2 separate regions of the Mus musculus genome follow, and region 2 is linked to region 1. Evidence: chromatin contacts called from public Hi-C data. All regions are on one chromosome and are shown on one strand. The core of a region is the stretch at or near the end of the contact, and the rest is flanking DNA. Distances in the headings are between cores, read along the strand shown. Region 1 has its middle 58 kb from the start of Syt2. Region 2 holds the start of Ptpn7 (protein tyrosine phosphatase, non-receptor type 7).

What was found. Hi-C and Micro-C count contacts between places; a contact is called where the count stands out from the background.
Region 2: a contact with region 1 is called in a Hi-C map of cortical neurons. The contact joins the promoter of Ptpn7 here to the enhancer-like site in region 1. A contact is called at or near these places in 3 of 39 promoter capture datasets (embryonic stem cells, hippocampal neurons and liver), 7 of 484 Hi-C or Micro-C datasets (cortical neurons, embryonic stem cells, palatal mesenchyme and 1 more) and 8 of 115 datasets of contacts at active chromatin or transcription factors (embryonic forebrain, embryonic midbrain, embryonic stem cells and 4 more).

What each region holds. Positions count from the first base shown.
Region 1 is chr1:134,647,995-134,654,325 of GRCm38.p6, reverse strand. It overlaps a transcript of Syt2 not described here. Among named protein-coding and RNA genes, the nearest start is that of Syt2, 58 kb to the left of the region's middle. Within about 2 kb of position 2,460, at least 72 of the 459 cell types and tissues checked have an H3K27ac peak or open chromatin away from gene starts, as enhancers often do. A contact at or near this core is called in pro-B cells, where this site is marked.
Region 2 is chr1:135,128,794-135,135,124 of GRCm38.p6, reverse strand. It overlaps Ptpn7 (protein tyrosine phosphatase, non-receptor type 7), which reads right to left and starts at 2,425. Exons shown (of 10, transcript NM_177081.4): 1 at 2,335-2,425; 2 at 1,202-1,375; 3 at 502-685; 4 at 210-294. The coding sequence starts at 1,323. It also overlaps the pseudogene Ptprv.

The sequences.
Region 1 (6,331 bases), core at 1,211-3,710:
CTTGTATAGTCATCCTGGGTGCGGCAAGCCCTGTGTGATTAGCTCTGTTCTCCAAGGGGGCCTCTGAGGCTTCAGAAGTTTAACTTGCTTGTGAACACACAGACAGCACCCCCCCAACCCCGATTCCTGGCCACGTGTGTGTTCCCTTTGTGCAGGACCCTCAGATGTGCAGCTGTGGGACACAGCTGGGTGGGGACAAGTGTCCCTCTACCTCTTTCCCATCACTCCTACTCCAGGGACATCTCCCAGCCTGGCAGTAGCTAAAGCTTTGGCTCCTCCCCCTGGACACACTGCTGCTCCTCCACCAGCAGAGGATGAGGTGGAATGGCATCCAGGTATCCCAGACAGCCTCAGACCTCAAGGGCAGCTTTGGTCTTCCATTCTCCGCCTCCCACCATAGCCAGCATGGTTCCCGGCATCAAAGAGCTAATCCAATTTCGTGGCTGTGTTTCCCCCTTGCCTCCTGCAATGCCAGGATTGATTTGGAACCGGGGCGGCCTTATTAAAGGGATGCTTTTTCTCCTCACAGGAGACTACGGCTGGGAGAGGGAGCCCTCCCCCACCAATTAACTCCACACTGCCTGTGCGCACAATCCCCAGCTCCTGCCCCTGAGCAGGAGTCTAACTTCTCTGGATTCCAGTGGTGATGTTGGATTCCAGCCCTGATAGGTTTTTACGCAGCTTCCTCCATGCCTTCTCTGTGACTGGATGATGGCTCCCTCCTCCAAGTCTCCATCTCTCCTGCCATCTGATGAGTCTCTCACCGGGCCTGTGACCGCTCCAGCTATGAGGTGCAAAAGGATCCATGGTTGACTGTGAATGTGGCAAGTCAGGCCCGAAGAAGAGAGAGACGAAGGACTATGTGTTTTTAAGATATGTTGTCCCCAAATGACACAAAGGAGAGGTGAGTGAGGACTTCTAAGACCCTTGTCAGGTGCCCTCCTCAGGGGCCTCACAGCTGCCTCCAAAGCTCTTCTCTGCTCCAACAAGCTGTGTTGGGGCAGGAAAAGGTAAGATCCATTTTACAAAGAACTTCTTCTCCAACAAATTCATTAAAACTTCCCCAGTTTTCAAAGCAGAAAACAGAGGCCCCATACATCTGGACCATCAATTCAGACCAGAGTGGAAAGCTGTTTTTTTCTTAAATTTTCCAGGGGCCGTCTGGAGGACCCAGGTAACATAGACAAAAAATAGTAATAATAATAATAATAATAATAAAGACTGAGACAAGTGATGTGCTAAGGGCTAAGGGTCTTTATCTGAGCATCGCACATTGTAGGATACACACACACATGTATATACATATATTTACATATATTATATATATATATGCATGCTACACTCTACCGAGTAAATATACACAATCATTCTGTGTCAGTTAAAATAGACATTTTATTTTTTTTAGGTAGGGCCTCACTATGTAGCCCTGGCTTGCCTGGAACTCATTATGTAGGCCTGGCTGGCTTCAAACTCACATAGATCCACATGCCTCTGCTGTGTAAGTACTGAGATTAAAGAAGTGCCCAGCAAAAAATAATATAATTTTTTAAAGCCCAGCAATGGTTCATACCTGTTATCCTAATACTAAGAGGCTAAGTAACAGGAATGCCCAGTTTAAGACCGTCCTGGGCTATTCTGCAAGTTTCAGACCAGCCTGGACTATAAAGTAATACCCTACGTGGAAACACACACACACACACACACACACATGTACATATGAATCCCTGAGTGGTCCTGCCTCAGTTGGTTACGGTTAACACACCCAAGGCCCCCTTGCCCCAACTTTGCCTCACCACCAGATCACCCACTGGCTAGTCCACGTATGAAAGCATGGAAAGGGTTAAGCTGCTCCCACACAAGCCCACCCCACCCTCAGAGTAAACCCCATTTCTATTTCCCATCTCCCCCATCTCCCTTGTGCCTTGCTCACAGTCACAACCACCTGCACTCACTATTAAGAGGCAGGGAGTGGTAATGGGAAAATTCCACCTCTAATTGCAGTATTCCCTAATTGCCGCTCCTGAGCCACCACATCAGCCCAATTATAGGCCGCCCAGACAGGGTTCTCCATGGCTGAGGACTCCCTGCCCTGCTCAGAGGAACCTGCCCTTGCAAACGCCAGAAGGGAGCCTCCCTGACTCCAAGGGGCCCAGGCTGCCCAGTGCTGAGTGCTTTGGCCCTTCAGTTCTGTTCAGGGGGGCAGAGAGAAAGGAGGCAGGCTCCAAGGACTGAGGAAGCTGGTGTTGGCAAGCAGCCCACCCGGGCTCTGGAAGCATCACCCTACATTGGCTATCATGAATGTTTCTCTTGTGTTATGGGTCCCTAGGTGTTCTGGGATATTTCCTGCCTTGTGTCTTTCAGAGAGTTTCTTAGTCCCTCCAAACAGAAAGTAGAGGAGAGAGCCCTGCTTTTTTATTGTAAGACAGGGCCAGTGACAGCTGTGCCAAGATGGAGGGCAGGAGTTATACAAGCAGGATATGGGTGGGGCTGAGTTCTGCCGCCACCCATGCATGACCCGCCCAGGCTCTGCCTTCTCTCGTACAACTGCTATTTCTACAACTGCAATCTTGAGGCCCCGGATAAATACCTGGGAGCTACTTGGAAAACGCATACTGGGTACAACTCACCCCCTGCTTCCTATGTGGCAAGGAAGGGCTAGGAGGGCATCCAGAATCCAGGACCTCAGCAGCAGGGCACTGTGCCCAGCCTGGAGACCACCCAGGGAGGAAGCTTCCAGCAGTCCTTGCTTGAGATGCATCCGGGGAGCCTGGCCTGGAATTTACTCTTGGGGCTGGCAGCCGAATGCTCCCCACAGCCCCTCAGGACTGGTCATCTGTCGCCCCAGTAACCTCTTCGAACTGCCTGTTCCAGACATGGAAATGAAGGATGGCTGGGACAGGTCCTTCCCAGAAATTAAGCTCTGGCAAGAAACGGCTCATTGGGCATCAAACAGAACTGGCTGGAAGTTGGAGGCACTGGAATGGGCGGCTACTCTGTTGTGGACAAGGACAGACAAACGTGGTTAAAAATTACTCGCTCACACAGCTCTCACCCTGCACTGTTCCAGAACATACAGGCACGCATTCACTTCATCGTCCCCCAAACACCCTACTTTGGGGACAGGTAAGCTCCATTCTACACACGGGATGACTGAAAATAAGATTTGATTAACAATTTGCCTAGAGTCAGAACCAGGATAACACCCAGGCAATCTGCCCATAGTCACTATACTGCCTATGGGGGGAGGGGGGAAATGTTATGTGGCATTTCTCCACTTAAACTATGTCATTTACCACAGGCCTCCTGGATGCCAACAGAGTCCAGGGCTAAATCTCCGTTTCCTGGCCTGGCTTTCCGGCAGAGCAGATGGTGAATAACCAACCAGTTGTATGTGTGGATGCTCACACAGGGAGCTAAGGACTACCGTGACAACAGTATTAATAGTATTTACACATACACCCTGCAAGCATTAAAACACGAGACCTGGGCTGGAGAGATTGCTCAGTGGTTAAGAGCACCGACTGCCCTTCTGAAGGCCCTGAGTTCAAATCCCAGCAACCACATGGTGGCTCACAACCATCTGTAATGAGATCTGATGCCCTCTTCTGGTGTGTCTGAAGACAGCTACAGTGTACTTACATATAATAAATAAATAAATAAATCTAAAAACAAAACAAAACAAACAAACAAAAAAACCCACTAGACCTGTTCAAGGCACTATTTGCAGGCTCTTACATGGCTTTTGTCACAGTTGCCATGAGTTCTCTGTAATGACATCTTCACCCGTATGGCACTGAGTGAGCACAGGCATAGGAGCCAGGTCTGTCTCATTCCCCTTTGATTGCTCATCACCTAGCATGGCACACAACAGACTGTGAAAATGTAATAGCTATCGAGGCAGTGATGGCTCACACCTGTAATCCCAGCACTAGGGAAGCAGAAGCAGGCAAATCTCTGAGCTAAGGGCCAGCCTGGACTACAGAGCAAATGCCAGGGCAGCCAGAGCTTCCCAGAGAAACCCTGTCTCGAAAAACAAAAACAAACAAACAAACCAAAAACAGGTAATAGTCAAGTGGTGGCACACACCTCTAATCCCTGTACTGAGGAGGCTGAGGCAGGAGGATAATGAGTTGGAGACCAACCAGCCTGAGTGGGTTTAAGGCCAGCCTGGGCTATCTAGCAAAATCCTGCCTCAAAACAGCAGACAACAAAGCCATAGGTAGTGTGGAATAAACTGTGAGAACTGATAAAGCAGCTAAATAACTCGCTAAGGTCCGCTGGGATGCAGAATCCAGAAGAGCAGGGCTTGGGGGCAGAGAATGGAGCTCTGTTGGTAGAATGTTTGCCTAGCATGTACGAAACAGTCCTAGCACTGTATAAACCAGGTGGGGGAGCCCATGCTCGAGACGCTAGCACTCAGAAGGTCAAAGGCAGAAGGCAGAAGGTCCATCAAGATCATTCTTGGCTAAATGGAACCTCGACAGGACTGTTGTCTGCTGTGCCACACCCACAGTGCCTGGGACAGAGGGGAGGGGAAAGGAGGGGAGGGGAGGGGAGCTGCACTAATAAAATACTTGTTGCGTGCATGAATCACTAGTGTATTGGCTGTCACTAAACACCTGACGAGAAGCAACAAGGAAAGAGATTTATTTTATTTTACTTTTTGGTTGCCTGGCAGGCTTTTAGCTCTGAGGTCAGGGGCTAGAGTCCCCCATAGTGAAGAAGTCATGGGAACAGGAGTACCTCGGAGCTGTAGCTATGAGACCGTGCACGTGGACTGTACTCTGGTAGCAAGAGCATGGGGGAAGGCTGCTACCTGGTTGGCTTCTCCTTTTTTCTTTCAATTCAGCCCCAAACCCCAGCCCATGGGATGGTGCCCCCTCATAGAGAAGGCCAGTCTGTCCCTTCAAGATAATCTTGGGAAAGTCCTCAAAGATAACACTCGAAGGTGCACCTCGTTGATGTCCTAGGTGTTTCTTAATGTTGTTCCAGCTGACCATCGTGACCAACCATTACACTGGCCCTGGGATTAGAACCCAGGTCCACCTGGCTTCCTGTGGCTCTGTAGTGTACTTCCTGTTCTAACCACCAGCTGGATCAAAGCCCCGTCTTGTTTCCTCTGGCTGGTCACTCCAGTCCCTGAGCAATATCCTTCTACCCTAGACATACATCTGTGATATCTAGCTCAAGACGTGTAAATTTAACTATAACTAGAGCCTGTCCAGACCAAGAAAAGTCTACCTAACAATTCCCAAAGCTAAAGGAAGCAGTCAGTACTCTACTCAGCTTGGCCTTTCTGTCCTCCATGAGTGCCTCAGCCCCAGGTCTCCCCTCACCGTCTTCCTGTGCGCCTGTATGCCTACTTCACACACTCCCTGTCCCTCTAGCCACCGTCCCCAGAGAGGGTTGCCCAGGCCCAGTGGAGAGGAAAGGGAGGGTTCAGCCAGGGTAGGACAAGGATAGAACAGAAGCCACTCAAGGTCACATGCCAAGCTCCAGGACGACTCGGGTAGCCTAGCAGGGAAGAGACACCTCCAGCCCTCCTGCCCCTGCAGGGATCTCTGCAGTACTAGGGGCAGCCTTGTAGCGTCTACCTGGAAACAGCCTGAGGGAGAACAGCTAAAATGAGCCACAGCTGCAGTGTGGTCAGGAGATCCTGCCCAGCTCTGGAAAGATGCTCTGTGATCAGGATAACACCAATGGATAACCCAGATGAGGCCAGGCAGCCTATAGATGCCAGTGCTGTTCCCTTTCCCCTGGTCTTGTATGGATGCCGGATGGGAATGGGGGGCAAAGTGGAAAGAAATTGGTTTGTACAAGCCCTCCCCAGAAAGGACCCCAAGCTGTCTGGGGAACACTTGTGGAGTGCTGAACCAAGCTGACTCACAACAGAGGCTCTGGCCCCTACTCCTCAAGAAGGTTAACTGAACACCTACCTCTGTGTCTTCCTGATGGCACCATAGGCCAGATGCAGAGGGGAAAGGGTGAGGATTAAGCCAGTGCGATGCAAAGGAAAATCCCCAGTCCAAAGGGAGTCCTAGAGAACGCGCTCAAGGATGTATCAGGGAGCCGAGCAGGGCAGAGGCGGCCGAGGAGAGAGTCCAGTTCTGATGGCCACAGTGTGCCTGGTGTGGACCCCCCCCCCCCATACAAGCTGAAACTTGCGGTGTCAGCCAGGCACGACATTACATCAGAGCTGCCCTGCCCCTGCCCCTCTGGCTCGGCCTGAAGGGTGTAAGTCATGTCCATTTCTTCATTTTTAAAGCGGGCCAAAGGCTGGACTTGGTGTAAACTGGGGTCTGGGGGCGGGGAGGACAGCTGGAAGGATTAC
Region 2 (6,331 bases), core at 1,176-3,675, 480 kb before region 1:
AAGGTCTCATATAAACCAAGCTAGCCTAGAACTTGCTATATAGCTGAAACCGGCCTTTAATTCCTGATCCTCTACCCCAACCTCCAAGAGCGAGGATTATTATAGTCATACATCATTATGCCTGGCTCCCAGGCCATATGTATATCTTGCCTTCTTGAGTTCTTCACCCTCAGGGACACCAACCCCCTCAGTCCCACCGTGCTCCTTACTTGGCAAGATGGTCTTGTAGCGGTCTTTGGAGGCGTGGCCAGGGATATCCAGGTCTTCAGGGTTGACAAAGTTTGAGGGAATCTTCTGTTGGGGGAGGATAAATGAGTTAATCTCTGTTCCCCCACTTCCCAGCCTCCTTTTCTTCCATTCCATCCTCTGCACACAGAGAGGAAGAGCAAGGATGGGGACAACCTCTCTCCTACACCCCAAGGAGAAGAGAGGCCCAAGGAATCCAGGATGGTCTGATATGGAAGTGTAAAGTGATGTGGAGAGGACCCCAGGATTCCTTACCAAGAATTCCTCCTCTAGCTGCTTGGGGCTGGGAGGTTGGTGCTGTAGCGTCCAGCGTGTAAGGGGGTGTCCAGCCGTGCGCAGGAAGTGTAGGGTGACTTCCCGGGGTGTGTTCACTGAGCAGATGGGTTCAACCGTGCCCAGAGACTGTACATCCAGCATCAGAGCCACACTGGAGCCCCTTCTGCAAGCACAGCCAACCATTGCCCAGTGAGCATCTCAGAGCATCTGCCTCGCTTTCAAGCTCCTTGTGGGCTCTGTCTGGGGAGGATCTGCTGAGTCTTTGTCTTGACCTAGAGGCCCAGGGCACTCAAGGGTCAGGCCCCTACTGCGTTCCCCTTTTCCTTTATCAGATAAGAACAGAGCAGCCTGCAGCTCTTCTGCTCCTTCCTGCTGTCTCTCTCTCCTACTCTCAAGCCAACACAGAGGCTCCAATGCACACCCAACTCCACAGAGGCCCCTAGCTTTGTCCCAGAGACTGTTCATCACAACTTGAAACTTAGAGAGCAGACAGACCAGGGATGACGAGAAACTTGGTGCCTCTGCCATACAAGGAATGGGCGAGCAACCTTCAAATGAGCATTATTTGGTTTGGTTTTTCCAGGCCTTGTGGATTCAGTTGTTAGAACTGGACAGGAAAGAAGGAAGGGAAGGGACGGTGATCCAGGCCTAGGAAGATCCTCCCTGTGAAAGATCTCACCTCTCCTGCAGCCGCACATGCTTCTTGGCTGGAGCTTTGGTGGGTGGAGGCTGAGTCATGTCTGCCCCCAAAGACAAGGTCGGCAGCTGTGCTCTGGAGCGCCCCTCACAGGCCTGGACCATGCTGGGGTAGGTTGCTGGGCCCAAGGGAGGCTCATTCAGCCATGAGGCATGCCTGAAAGACAAGGTCCCGCGAAGGCCTCATTAGCTAGAAGAAGGCTTCTAGTCCAGGCCAGCCAGCTATTCCCTCAAGCAAGCGGCCCAACAGCTCTCTGTTGGGATGCAGGATAGAGGACAGTTAGGGGTTAGAGTAGAAGGAAGGTACTAGAGAGAATACAGGTATGGGGAAGATAGGAAGGAATCCAGAAGGAGGAAGAGAGAGGATACCCAAGTCCACAGGGCTCTAAGCTGGGGTCTGCATGAGGCCAACAGCCTGCTAACCACACAGAAGGAAAGGGAGAAAGCATACAGCTCTCTGAGTCTAGCCAGCTAGCAGGCTTCTCTATAATGAGAAATGGAGGCCTTGAGAAGCACTGGATCCAGTCAGGGATCCAGGCACGCTCCAACTTCTAGAAGGGTCTTCTCATTGTCGGCAGTTCCACTCCAAGATCAGTTGTGGCTCCTGGGGTCTCTGTCTAGGGCGGTAGCCCAGGGGTGTTTCCTCCCTCCTCCTTCCCATCCCCCAGTCTCCCGCCTCTGCAACCGTCACAGGAAATGGCCTCATCAAACCCTAGAGCGCCAGCGCATGGTGAGGCTACAGCTGGGGGTACAAGAGAGAGGGGGCATAGAGGTGATGAGGGCATCACCTTTTGGGGGCAGCCCCTGTCTCTCAGAGCTAAGGCATGGGTGACGTGGTGGTGGGGTTAGAGTCGCTAACCCATGGGGACAGAGCTTTGGGAGCAGTGTGGGCCCATGCAGGTGTGGCTGGGACAGTACTTGCCCACAACAGGAAGGGGCCTTTAGCCTCTCCTCTCCTGGCACTCTGTGTGGCTTCTTAGCCCTCCAGTCACAGGGACACCAGATATGTCACTTCTCATGCCCTGGCCAGGCATGGGAGCCCCAAACTCAATGCTTCTTCAACCCATCCTTGGAGCCCCCCATCCCACCCCAGGGCCATAGGATGTCTGTACTCACTTCAAGTACTTACTGAAGAAGCTATGTCCCCCAGGCTGCCTCTTGCCAGCTGTCTGTCAGTCCGTCTATCTTTGAGGACTGAGAGGTTTCAGGAAGCCAGCTTCCTCCCTCCGCCCCTCCTGGCTTCCACCCACGCACACCCAACTGCGGGCTGCCCTTCTGTGCCTGCCACAAGCTGCCACCAGGGGTCGGGTGCATCCTTCCTGTGCCCTCTAAGAGCAAGCGGCTGCTGTCCCGCCACCCTCACTGGATGCCAAGGCTCTGGGAAGCGGCGAGAGATGAGGCCTTCCCTGACCACCTCGGGCCTCCTCCTCTGGGTCCTCATCAAGTGCTGTCCCCCACCCCCACCTCTTCCTTGATAGCCATGGGGAACCTTCTGCTGCTCTTCTGGTTGTGACCTTGGCTAGAGACTTATTTCCACTTCTCAGCTTCTGCCCCTGTAAGCTTTGTTGCTTCAAAGCCTGGGAATTCAGGGCCAAACCCAGACCCCCAAACAGAGCAGATGTGTCACAGAGGTGCCATAGGGGGTGGCAGGGAAGAGGAGGCAGGAGTCCTTGCTCTGTACAGGAAGGAGAGGCCAGGGCTAGGCAGGAAAGCTTCTTTCCAACTCCCTGGCCCCTCAGCCTGCAGACATAGGCTTGTCACCAGAGAACAAGTATCAGAGCTTAACTGGAGAGGACTCTGGGGTGGCTTCCATAGCAGCCCCTCAGACTACCCCTCTGGGAGTGTCTTAGAACCCTGTATCTCCTCTGAAGACTTACAGATAGGTGAAGGCTGTGACCCTCACATCAGAGACTTCCCAGGTCCTCTTCACCAGGGGGCCACTTGGATGCTTGGGGTGTGGAAAGGGAGCAGTCCCCAAGTCTAGAACTCCACACACCCCCTACCCCCGCCTGGCTTTGCTAGGCCATTCGCTGGCCCTCAGCCCAACTGGTTCGTGGTTCATGCTTGCTTGCAAGACTCCTTCACTCTGTAATGTTCCCCAAAGCGTTCCTGGGCCCCACTGCTTGAATTCCACATCCTCTCTCTCTTCCTCCCACTTCTCCGATTCAACTGTCAAACGGGTGACACCGAAAAAGAGCTGCTGTGCAGTAAGCACAGGGATGGCACCTGAGGGGGGGGGAGGGGCTGCCCTTCTCTGGCCCACGGGGAGGAGGGGAGGACCAGGAAGAGCCTTTGAAGTCCTAGGGCTTGGGGCACCTGTCTTTGTTCTTGGCTGTAAGTCAGAGGGTGGTTCTCCCAGCCTCTCCATGGCTGGTTGGTTGGTTCTGGCTCCCTTTTCTCTGTGCCTGCTCTCCTGAGAGGACTAGGTGGGATTTCCTGAGGGGGAAGCTCAGTGGAGTTGGGAAGTGGTTGGCCCTGATGCCAGGATGAGATGACAGCAGCAGGAGCCTGGGAATCCCTGCACACCCGAGCACAGGGACAGGGAGACTGGGCTCTGCCTGGACCTCCCCACAGGAGCGTCTGCCCTGGCAGATAGTGGAGGGAGTGGGAGCAGAGTGGAAAGAGAGCCACCCGCCCTGGGGCCAGCTGTTGATTAGGATCAAGAAAAGGAAGTGAGGATACCACAGGGGCGGGGAGAAGGAAGTAGGCAAAGCCCTCCCCCACCGGTCTGCCTAGCATCCTCAGTTCACAGTGTTAGCCTGCTGGCTGTGAGCACACCTCTTGACCCTCACAGTGAGGACCCGGTGGGGTTCTAGAAGTTGGAAGATGAGCTCTTGGGTAAAGAGCAAAGGAGGCTGGGAGATGGGGAAGGAAGTTGGTGGGGCAAAAGGGTCAATCAAGGCAGGAAACAAGACTCTGAGGCTCTGTCCAGGTCTCTAGATGGCTTCTCACTTTCCTGCCTCTTCTATCTGTTCTTCCCATCCCTGGGGGGCGGTGGGTTGGGGGGATTGGTCTTTCTGACTGGGAATTAGGATCCAGTACTGTCCACTTTAGAGAATGTAAAGTCCTGTTTGGAAGCCTAGTGAGCAAGCAGACACTTAGTGGTCATGTGACCTTGGCCAAGTTCCCTGAGTCTCAGGTTCCCCACCAGCCTCCTCCTTCCCTCCCTCCCTCCCTCCCTCCCTCCCTCCCTCCCTCCCTCCCTCCCTCCCTCCCTCCCTCCCTCCCTCCCTCCCTCCCTCCCTCCCTCCCTCCCTCCCTCCCTTCTTGTCAGGAAGACAGAGCCCTGTGAAGTACTTTGTCCACAGCCCCAGCACTTGGAAAGTCTGGAACTGAGAGCTAGGGAGCCTCACCTGGTGGTGGAAGTGGAAGGGAGGCTGAGTCTGTCTGTCTGTCTGTCTAGGCTCTTCCTTCTTCCCCTTCCTTTTTCCAGTCAGCCATCATCTTTTTTTTTTTTTTTTTTTTTTTTTTGGGAAGTTCCACTCAGGCAGTGGAGAGAGTCTAGGAGTCACTCCCAGCAGCCCGGCATGGGCAAAGTTCCTCATTTCAAAATGCGCAGAGAATGGCGGTCATGCCTAGACCCTGGCCAGGGGTGGAGAGGAGCAAGACTCCCACCTGGAGCCTCACCTGTGGTCCTATGGCTAGCCTAAGATTTCTCCCTCCCTGCCTCTCTCCCCTTGATACCGGGCTTCTTCTCTCCACTTCCATCCCAGGGGCCAGGAGCCACAACTCCCATAGCTAGTGCTGCTGAAGTTCCCAGAAGTCCTTGTGCACTGCAGCTCTTGGGGAACCAGATAGCTGCCAGTCCCCAAAGGCTAAAGCTGTCACCCTGTAACATTCTGGGATGCTCTGGGTGGATACAGACAGGATGAGAAGTCCCAGGATGGGAGGTGGCTGTTCCTGACTGCCTCCATCCCCCTCAAATACTGAGGCAGCTCTTCCTTCTCATCCCTGCAAGCCTAGGCTTGTCCTTGGTAGTGTGGGGGAGACAGAGTTCACCAAGGAGGAGCCAGGAAGACACCCAAGGAGGCAGGGTGAAGCCGTGGCACAAAGGCCGAGGCACCCCAGCGTGCCCCAGGCTGTACCTCCGTGACAGCTGTCCCAGGTGCCCCTTCCTGACCCAGTTTTCCTCCTGCTATCTTTTTGGTGCCCGCAGGTGTTCGGACTTTCCCATACCCCTTGTCACTGGTGCAGAGGACCAATTGCACAGCTCAGCATGGAACTATGCTTACCTTTCCTAGAGTGCCAGGAAGTAGCCCCGCTGTACCCGCTGCTGGGCTCAGTGCCCCGGCACAATGACTTCAAGCTGAAGGGGATTCCCTCCCTTTCTCCCAAGTCCAGGGCCAGAGGGATGGACACCTGCCCCACAATGGCCCTTCCCCCCCAGGGGCCCTTTATGTCCTTCCCACTGCTGTCATTGATGCTGGCTTATACACCCCCACCCCCAGCACATTAGTGGCTGTCCCCTCCAGTCCCTTGCTGAGCTCTCCCAGCCCGCTCAGGAGAAACTGGACCTTCTCCCTTTCCTGGTGACCTTCCCCAGTTTGTGGGAGGCAGAGGGGGCGACTTGTTCTCTTCTGCCTGGTAATTATCTTCCTTTAGTGTGGGGGATGCCCAAGGCCTGGCTTCAGGCTGTGGGAGAGCAGAGGAGGAGCTGGAAGAGCAGCCTACAACAGCTGTCGGGAGGGACCAGGGCTAGTTCACACTTGGAAGCTGGGATGCCAGGACCGGCCCTCCTGCCTCTCTCGGTCTCCATCGGCCTCCTGGTCAGCTCACTCCACACTGAGACGGTAAGCTTCAGGACTTTGCGGTTTTCTAGGCAGAGGATGTGGGTTTGCCTGTGGGGGTGGCTTCTGGGGGAAAAATATATTTTTGCTGAATAGAGAATCTCGGCCTGGGTGTGGGGGGGTCGGAGGGGGGGCGCTGCTTTCTTAACCTTTTTCTGAGCCTATCTCCCATTCCCAAGGTTGCTCTAACAGGGTAAGGCTGGTAGCAGGGCCTTCTACGACCTAAAACTTCCCCAAGGTTGGTTCATAGGGCTAGCCACGAAGCATGTTCTGTCCCCACAGGCCTCTCTCTTAGCGACTTTGGGATCCCAATCCTTTACACACAC